Regions from separate parts of the Rattus norvegicus genome. Here regions 2 and 3 are each linked to region 1. A link is a contact called in public Hi-C data. All regions are on one chromosome and are shown on one strand. The core of a region is the stretch at or near the end of the contact, and the rest is flanking DNA. Distances in the headings are between cores, read along the strand shown. Region 1 has its middle 110 kb from the start of 4930522L14Rikl. Region 2 has its middle 19 kb from the start of Musk. Region 3 holds the start of Lpar1 (lysophosphatidic acid receptor 1).

Evidence for each region. Hi-C and Micro-C count contacts between places; a contact is called where the count stands out from the background.
Region 2: a Hi-C map of the Rat2 cell line shows a contact between it and region 1, with 12 times the contacts expected there. The contact joins two enhancer-like sites. A contact is called at or near these places in 5 of 12 Hi-C or Micro-C datasets (the A7r5 cell line, the Rat2 cell line, Schwann cells and 2 more).
Region 3: a Hi-C map of psoas muscle shows a contact between it and region 1, with 1.8 times the contacts expected there. The contact joins the promoter of Lpar1 here to the enhancer-like site in region 1. A contact is called at or near these places in 4 of 12 Hi-C or Micro-C datasets (the A7r5 cell line, the Rat2 cell line, Schwann cells and 1 more).

Annotation. Positions count from the first base shown.
Region 1 is chr5:77,991,728-77,994,440 of GRCr8, reverse strand. No RefSeq gene overlaps it. Among named protein-coding and RNA genes, the nearest start is that of 4930522L14Rikl, 110 kb to the right of the region's middle. Within about 2 kb of position 1,325, at least 43 of the 93 cell types and tissues checked have an H3K27ac peak or open chromatin away from gene starts, as enhancers often do. A contact at or near this core is called in the A7r5 cell line and Schwann cells, where this site is marked.
Region 2 is chr5:77,833,606-77,836,318 of GRCr8, reverse strand. No RefSeq gene overlaps it. Among named protein-coding and RNA genes, the nearest start is that of Musk, 19 kb to the left of the region's middle. Within about 2 kb of position 1,353, at least 36 of the 93 cell types and tissues checked have an H3K27ac peak or open chromatin away from gene starts, as enhancers often do. A contact at or near this core is called in Schwann cells, where this site is marked.
Region 3 is chr5:78,140,861-78,143,573 of GRCr8, reverse strand. Lpar1 (lysophosphatidic acid receptor 1) reads left to right here and starts at 1,386. Exons shown (of 4, transcript NM_053936.4): 1 at 1,386-1,507.

The DNA.
Region 1 (2,713 bases), core at 76-2,575:
GGGGGATGTGAGGTAAGATATAACACGGTGTGAAAGCTGTTCTAGAAGAAAGTATAGAAACATCTCTGGCTTTAGGCAGGGAAAAGGGGTATTTTGTGAGGTGCATGCTTCTACGCAATCAGAAAATCCCTATCCCTCTGGTTACTTCTTACCGAGGATAACACAGCGATAGCCATCAGCTTGTCAGCATGCTGGTGGTCTGAAGGTCGAAGTCTGAGGTCAGAACATGTCTCTGGGCTTGGGAAATAGCTCAGTCAGCTGGGTGCTTGCCTAACAAACATAGACACCAATTTGATACCCAGACCCCATGTTTAAAAAGCTGGGTGTGGGCTTGAGAGATGGCTCAGTGGTTAAGAGCACTGATTGCTCTTCCAGAGGTCCTGTGTTCAAATTCTAGCAACCACATGGCGGCTCACAACCATCTGTAATGAGATCTAGTGCCCTCTTCTGGTGTGTCTGAAGACAGCTACAGTGTACTTATATATAATAAATAAATAAATCTTAAAAAAAAAAAGCTGGACATGTCCGAACATTTTTAAATCCAAGGGTTTGGCAGGCCAAGACAGGTGGATCCCAGAAGTTTGCCAGCCAACCAGTTTACTGGACTGGAGAGTTTCAGGCCTGTGAGAGATTTCAGGAAGAAATACCTGAGATTGTGTCTGACTCCCACCTGCAGAGACATTCACAGCCCCCCTACACACACACACACACACACACACACACACACACACACACACACACACACACACGGGTGTGCGCACAGCTCTCATTCTTTCCGAAGCTTTCCAGAGACCATTAACAGTTCTGGTTTTTCAGTTGCACAGAATTTAGAGACACAAACCACCCTCCCTTTTCAAAACTGAGCTCTGTCTAGTAGCCCTTCTCCCCTTTTCTCCAAGTGGGAAAAGTTTTGTAGTGCTGGTGACTTTGGAGAGAGAATTTGCTGGTTAACAAGTTGGAAGATAAATCGCTTTATTCTTTCAAGGAGCATTCTTCCACATATGTCGGCTTTGGCGATGCTGTGGGCAAATACTCAGCTCACAAGCTGTTGATCTTCTCAGATGCTTGTCAGCCGCTGGTCCCCAGCCAAGCACTGAATCATCTACAAGTGCTGCCAGGGCCTTTTCTATGTGATTCCCCAACACATGCCCACCCCTCCCCATTTCTGGAGACTTCTATTCCTCCTGAATATCCCTGTCTGGGAAAGATTATCTTGGCAAAGAAGCATGGATATTGGGAAATTAGAGAGGCAGCTTCTCTGTCGCCAAGCAGAGGTGGTGCCTTGCTAAATCTGGGCGGGAGCAGTGGGGAGCTTGGAGAGCCTCAGTCTGTGAGCTCATTCCTTTCCTTAGATGACTTTAGCCCCATAAGGCAGGGAAGGATATGTGAGAGGCCAGTACTCAAGCTGATCAGTCTTTTCTGACACAGCCTTTGGAACTACCCTGAGATTCAAAAAAATAAGAATGCATGGTGTTGGGAGCACTAAACGAACAGTGTTACCACCTTAGAATTACTCTTTGTGTGTGTGTGTGTGTGTGTGTGTGTGTGTGTGTGTGTGTGTGTGTGTCTACCATGGCTAGAGATAAGAAGAAAATCTTTAGGTATTTATCTCCTCTCACCTTGTCCATTCTGGGGATCAAACTTAGGTCACCAGGCTTGGTGATAAGCATCTTTACCCCTGTCTTAGTCAGGGTTCTTTAGAGTCACAGAACATATGGGTAGTCTTTATATAGCAAGGGAATTGGTTGATGACTTACAGTCTGTAGCCCCAACAATGGTCAGCAGCAGCTGTGAATGGAAGTCCAAGGATCTAGCAGTTGCTCAGTACCACAAGGCAGGCAATCTTCCGTCTTCCAATGTCCTTATGTAGGTCTCCAGTAGAAGGTGTGTCCCAGATTAAAGGTGTGTACCACCATGTCTGGATCTGGGACTTGCTTTGTCTCAGATGACCTTAAACTCAGAGATCTCCTTGCCTTAGTCTTCTGGGATTCATATGCTTCTCCATCCCAAGATCCAGGCCAGAAACTTGTATCTCCCAGCCTCAAGATCAAGATCACAGTTGAGCCTTCCAATTCTAGATTGTAGTTCATTCCAGATATAGCCAAGTTGACAACTAGGAACAGCCACTACACCTCCTGAGCCATCTTGCCAACCCAGCCCAAAGAATTTGCATGCAACTTGGGTTTGTTGATATATAAAATAGGCACAAACACCAGTCATTTCCTGGTACACTTCCTTTAAAGCAGCTTTTGGAGTATGTCTAATTTTATCATTTATTTAAAAATGAAAGCAATTTTCATGTTAATGAGATGAATGGGCCTGTTTATTTTTACACTGTTAAATCATGGATAAACATCTGATACTGCAGGATGGGGAACATCCTAAACATTTTTCAGAGTTTATTAATATTTCATAATTGTCAATTGCTTAGCATGCATTTTGGCAATTTATCCTACCAATCCTATTTACAATCATTCCCCAAACCAACACATTCATTCTTTTTAAATTTATATATTAAACAAATACTGCTCACCTGCCCAATGAAAGGCACTGTTGTGGATGCCAGAAAAACATTAGTGAATGAGACAGTCAAGGTCGATTTCCTTCTAGTAGAGAGAACTAACAATGTTCACGGACATAATATGAACAAGGTGATTTCTTTAATTGTGGGCTGTATTGATGGAAGTTGAGGCAGGAGGATCACCAGTTTAAA
Region 2 (2,713 bases), core at 104-2,603, 160 kb after region 1:
TCAGGAGTGGGACACTTGCCACTTCTGGGTTCAATCTCCAACAACAACAACAACAACAACAACAACAACAACAACAACAACAAATTAGAAAAAAGCAGAAACAAGTCTTTAATTATGTGTAAATAAGCAAACAAAAATCTAGTTTCCAATGCAGACACTCACCACTGCTATACTGTGTGTGTGTGCATGTGCACACACATGCATACACACACACACACACACACACACACACACACACACACACACACATTTTCTTCGCTACTAATCTCCAGACCCTTCGCCCTTCCATTTTCAAGACCTGCTTTGGCATCAAGACCCTGTCTCTCGTTAATGATGCTGAGGCTTCCAGTTTCTACTTCCTTGGGAACTAAAGCATATCACATGATCACGTGACCAGGGTGAGCCAGAAAGATTCTTCATGCAAAAGCAAAACAAAGTGTTGCTTTAGGGGTTCATTCATTGTGGTGAGTGGCAGCAGCAGAGTCTGGGGAAATGGCCATGGTGACAGGAAGTCAGGGAGCCCAGTGGCTCCTGGACCACTTTCTTGTTTTTCGCGCATACTTCTAGTTTACATATTTAGGCTTGTGGTTGATTTCTTGCGCTTCGCACTCTTCTAGAAAATTCTTCAGAGCTGGTGTTGGTTGTTGCCGGTGAGAGTTGCGGGTCGTTTTGGGATTTTTGTTTGTTTTAAGCTCTACCCGATGCATCAGGTGCCATTCTACAGATAGAATTTTCATAGGCATAGAAAGTTGTTGTTATAACTCCTGAAGGCCCAGCACTGGGTTCTGCTCAAAGTGAAGCTCAAGTGATTGGCATTTAGCTAACATGTATTATTTATATGTACGCCATGTATTGTGCCCACTCATTGGTCACAGATGATCTCCCAACAGCCTCCTTGGCATCACCCACGTTCTGCGTTCGTGACTGATCCTTCACCCTCCTGACAGAAATCTGTCATGGCTTACCTACTGGGCCTTGCACTCCATCTCACAGCTGAACCAAGTTTAGAAGGTGACCTATTTAAATGCTCGGTGCAAGCAGGCTTTGGTTCTACCGTTGAACGTAAGTCAGTTGTAGCTTGCACATGTGGGTGTCACGTGGCCTTAGTCAGACCCTGTCAGGGCTCAAAGAGGGTCACGCTTGATTTACGTGTTCTTGATAGCACTTAACTTTTTACTTGGATTTAGAGATGGCTCTACACACATCAATCAAGGGAGCTGTTTTAAAGTCTTTCTTCTCAGCTGTCCCCGGTGCCAGATTGTCTAACAAATAGAGGGATAGACAGATGTAATTTGTGGCTTGCGGAGACAATTCTGTGTCATGCAGCAGGCCAGCTGGTGGCACAACCCACAGCGCAGTCCATGCCTGACTCACAGGCAGTAAGCAGGCTTCTATTCTAACTCATACCCAGATGGACGTTCAACTCCCCCACACGTCAAGTAATGAAGGTTTGCTGCAGAAAATCAACTTAAACATTTGTTTAAAAGTTGACAGCTGAACTTGGCCTTGTACCCTAACATGCTTTTGCATAGCACGCTGTTCTTACTGGATTAAAAAATCAACGTCCATGATAACTTGCAAAACAGAACGGGCAAAATAATAAGCAGGATATGTGATATCTGTACCAGGCACACATAAACAGACATTCCGGTCCCAAGTAGGTCAATAGGATTACAGTGCTCCTCTCATGAGAATAACCAGGACTTGTATGCAAATCAAGCTCATACATAAACATCAGGAATGAGAGAGCCCTGTTTTCTAACAGAATTTAACGGTAAATATTTGTCACGGGGCTTACAACTGGCTACTAACTACAGTGCACAAGAAAGCTTATTTAGAGTAATATTTTAAAAGAAAGGAAAAAGACTGTATAACACAAAGAACAAAGGGTAGGAAAACTATAGAGCGACAGGAAATCTCTTTCTCAGGGCCCAGAAAGCAGCAAAAACTAAATCTAGATATGGAAATGAGGTTAGGGTTGGTGCACTTTGGTATATGAAGCCCAATTAACAGCTACTTCTGTGACAAAGAGCCTGGCCCTGACCAACTACTAGTGATAAATGCCTTATTTCTGATGTTCTTTAGCTTCATCTTGACAATGGAGCTAAATCGAAAGCACTAATAGCCCCCAGTCTTCCCAGCAGGCCCTTGGTGCCTGCGCACTCAACGACCTCCCAGCATGATTGTCAGGGTCTAGTACAACCTGAAGCCTTGGCCTTATCCAGATGTGTCACAGTTTTGTTAGCAACATCTGGGTCCCTAGGACATCCTACTGGGTAACCGGGAAATTTGGGTAGGAATGGGTTGGTAACCTTCATACTTTATAAAATCAGGACGGCTGCTAAAAGAAGCGAAGCTCTCAGCCAACCATTGAACTGGGAACAGGGTCCCCATTGGAGGAATTAGAGAAAGGACTGAAGGAGTTGAAGGGACTTACAACCCCATAAGAACAACAATATCAACCAACCAGAGCTCCCAGGGACTAAACCACTACTCAAAGAGTACACATGGAGACACCCATGGCTCTAGGTGCATATGTAGCAGAGGATGGCCTTGTTGGGCACCAATGGGAGGAGAAGCCCTTGCTCCTGCCAAGGCTTGATGCCCCCAGTGTAGGGGAATGTCAGGGCGGGGAGGCAGGAGGGAGTGGGCAGGGGAGGGGGAGAGTAGGGAACACCCTCATAGAAGCAGGGGGAGCGGGGATAGGATAGGG
Region 3 (2,713 bases), core at 137-2,636, 150 kb before region 1:
GCCTTTCATTCCCTTGCTGTCCTGTAGTCCCACAACCCTAAATGCCCCTCAGGCTTTTACTCCCTCCCAGGCATCTGCTTTTGATGGGTGGAGGACTTTGCAGTGGATTGAAGTAGAAAATTCTGATGACTCCAGAAACCCTGCGGGCCTGGAGTGGAGCAGGTGGGTGACCTGGCATGGCTGGAGGGTCCTCTCTGTGTGTCCCTATCTTCTACTGACTGATGTTAAGGCTTCTGAGCTGGTATTCTCCAGAACACGATTCTTAGGTCCTGCTCCCGCCCACACCTCCAGGTGTGCCTTCCCCGCCCTTAATTACCCTCTGAAAATCATAGTTTGCCCTTGGAAAGTTACACTCCTAGAGGAAGAGAAGTTTATAATCATAGCTCTAGGGGCACAAAGGCACACTCGCTTTGATTTGCAGTTGCAGAGATGCGGGAATTCATAGACCCTCTTAGCACAAAGTCAACCATTTCTTTTCTATGACCTGAAGTACAGGGCCGTGCTGGTTGAAACTTCGTGTTGTCTGAAAAAGTTAAAGAAACTCAACTCGGAGGAGGCCATACACCAAGCGCCCCTCCCCCCTTTTCTTTTCTTGTTTTTCCTAGGTTCTGTGATGGTTTCCAGGGCTTTTCAAATGAGGAGGGAAAAGCAACAAAATGAAAATGCACGGTGCAGGGAGTCCACTAAAGCTCTGCCAGAGGCCGGGTTCTAAGGTGAGCACAGGAGGGGGCAGGGGTGACAGAGGTGGGTGTGTCTGATGTGGCGGGTAGAGAGAGCGCCGGGAAGGGACTGAATGGAAAGCTTAGGCTCCCCTCACCACTCCCCCCTCCCCGACCTGCAGCAGCGCGGGAAATTCTGTGAATGACTGGGGGAGGGGACCACCGGAGGCAGTGTCGCTGTGGGTGCCACGCAGGTAAGGAGAGAAGAGCGGCTTGGGAGGAAAAGGCGCTTGGGGGTGCGGGCATGACTCGTGCTCTGTGGATGTGGCAGAAAGCGCCAGAAGGCGGAGAGGCAAGGAAGCTGGCACCCGTGCCTCTTCTGCCGCCTGCCTGCTCCTTGAGCCGGGGAAGTTGGGACTGGGCGGCAGTGACGCCCGGAGAACTGTGACTCTTGTCCTCCAGCACAGTGCTGCCCTCCGTAGGCTCCGGGTTGTGCTGGGGTGAGGCTTGGGTTGGGCTGGCCTGGGTGGGGGCTGCGGGAACTGCAGAGCTGGACCTTGCAGGTAAAGGCACGGGCAGCCGGGTGTCCCTCGCCGCGGGTGGCGACCGTCCCGCCTCCCTGCGGCGCGATCGGCTTGCACTGTCCCACCACCCGCGGCTTTGTAGCCGTGCGCGTGAGCGCCAGTGAGTGCGCGCGCCCGCGGGCCCGGAGTGGGTGGGTGTGCGCGCGTGTGTGAGGCCGCCTGCAGGAGGCGAGGCTGCCCTGGCCTCCCGCACCAGCCGGTGGAACCCAGCCCGGGAGGGAAGTCGCCGCAGCCGCCCCGGCGGCTCTCCTGCCCTTTGGCCAGGTCAGTGCGCCCCAGGGTCCGTCCGAGTGACACGTAGGTGGCCTCCGGTTGCTTACCTGGGTCGGGTTGGGGACGCGAGAGGGCTGGCGAGGGACTCCCCAAGTTTCTTGGTGTCGCGCCCCGGAGGACTTAGATGGTCCGGGTGTCCGCGCGTCCCGCGCTCAGCTCACTGCTCACCAGTGACTTTGTCGTCCCTTGAGTCTAAGGAATTTAAACTTAAGTTTCCTTGTAGCCGCCCGAGGCTTAGCCTGTACCTGGGAAATGCAAGGCAGGGGAGGGACCTGACTTTGCTTGGATGGGTTGATCGGTCATTTTTTGCTGCTGAAGGGAGAGTTTACTGTGGATGGTTTTAAACTTTAGACTTGTTTTCTTTGCTGCCATTTGGCCTTTGGTGTGAGGTATCCAGGGCTTGTTGCTACCTCCGGGCTGAGGCCCTAGACTCTCTCTTTTCTTAGTTCTTTCTTCCTCTTCTCCCGCCTTCTTTCTTCCTTCTGCCTGTGTTTCTTCTTCTTCTTCTTCTTCTTCTTCTTCTTCTTCTTCTTCTTCTTCTTCTTCTTCTTCTTCTTCTTCTTCTTCTTCTTCTTCTTCTTCTCCTTCTTCTTCTTCTCCTTCTTCTTTTTTTCTTTTTATTTGAAACCTACGGAGCTTTCTTCCATGTGGGTTTCCAGCGAGTGCTGGCTTGTGAAAAGTTTCACTCTTAAGCTGTACTTGAATCTATACCTCTTAAGCGCTACCTTATATCTACATCGTCATCGATACAAATTGCTAACTGCGACTGGAAGAAGGTAGCTAATTATTAAAGCAGGATCCTCTACTCTTTTCGGCAGTGCTGCGTGTTTATCCTTTGTGTGTCCTTTGCTCACCTAACATGACTGTGAAGTCCTGGTTTCAAACCCTTAGAAAATGGAAGAACACAGTCTCTTGTCAGATGGAATGAATACCAAGGAAGAGGGATCAACAATACGCTTAAGGCTCCGTGCACCACAGCCAGCTGCATTAACACACAGATGTAATAGCATCTAGTTTTTGCCCTGGGTTCTCCAGATGCAGCATCATGAATAATAATAACCTCCAGGGCTCTAAGTATATGAAAACGGTATTTTAAAACATTCTATATTATTTTACCTTGTCTTTGGTCATGAGTGTGAATTTGAGAGAGGAAAAATGTAGAAAGAGAGGGAAGCAGTTTGGGGCAGAAAGACTGAG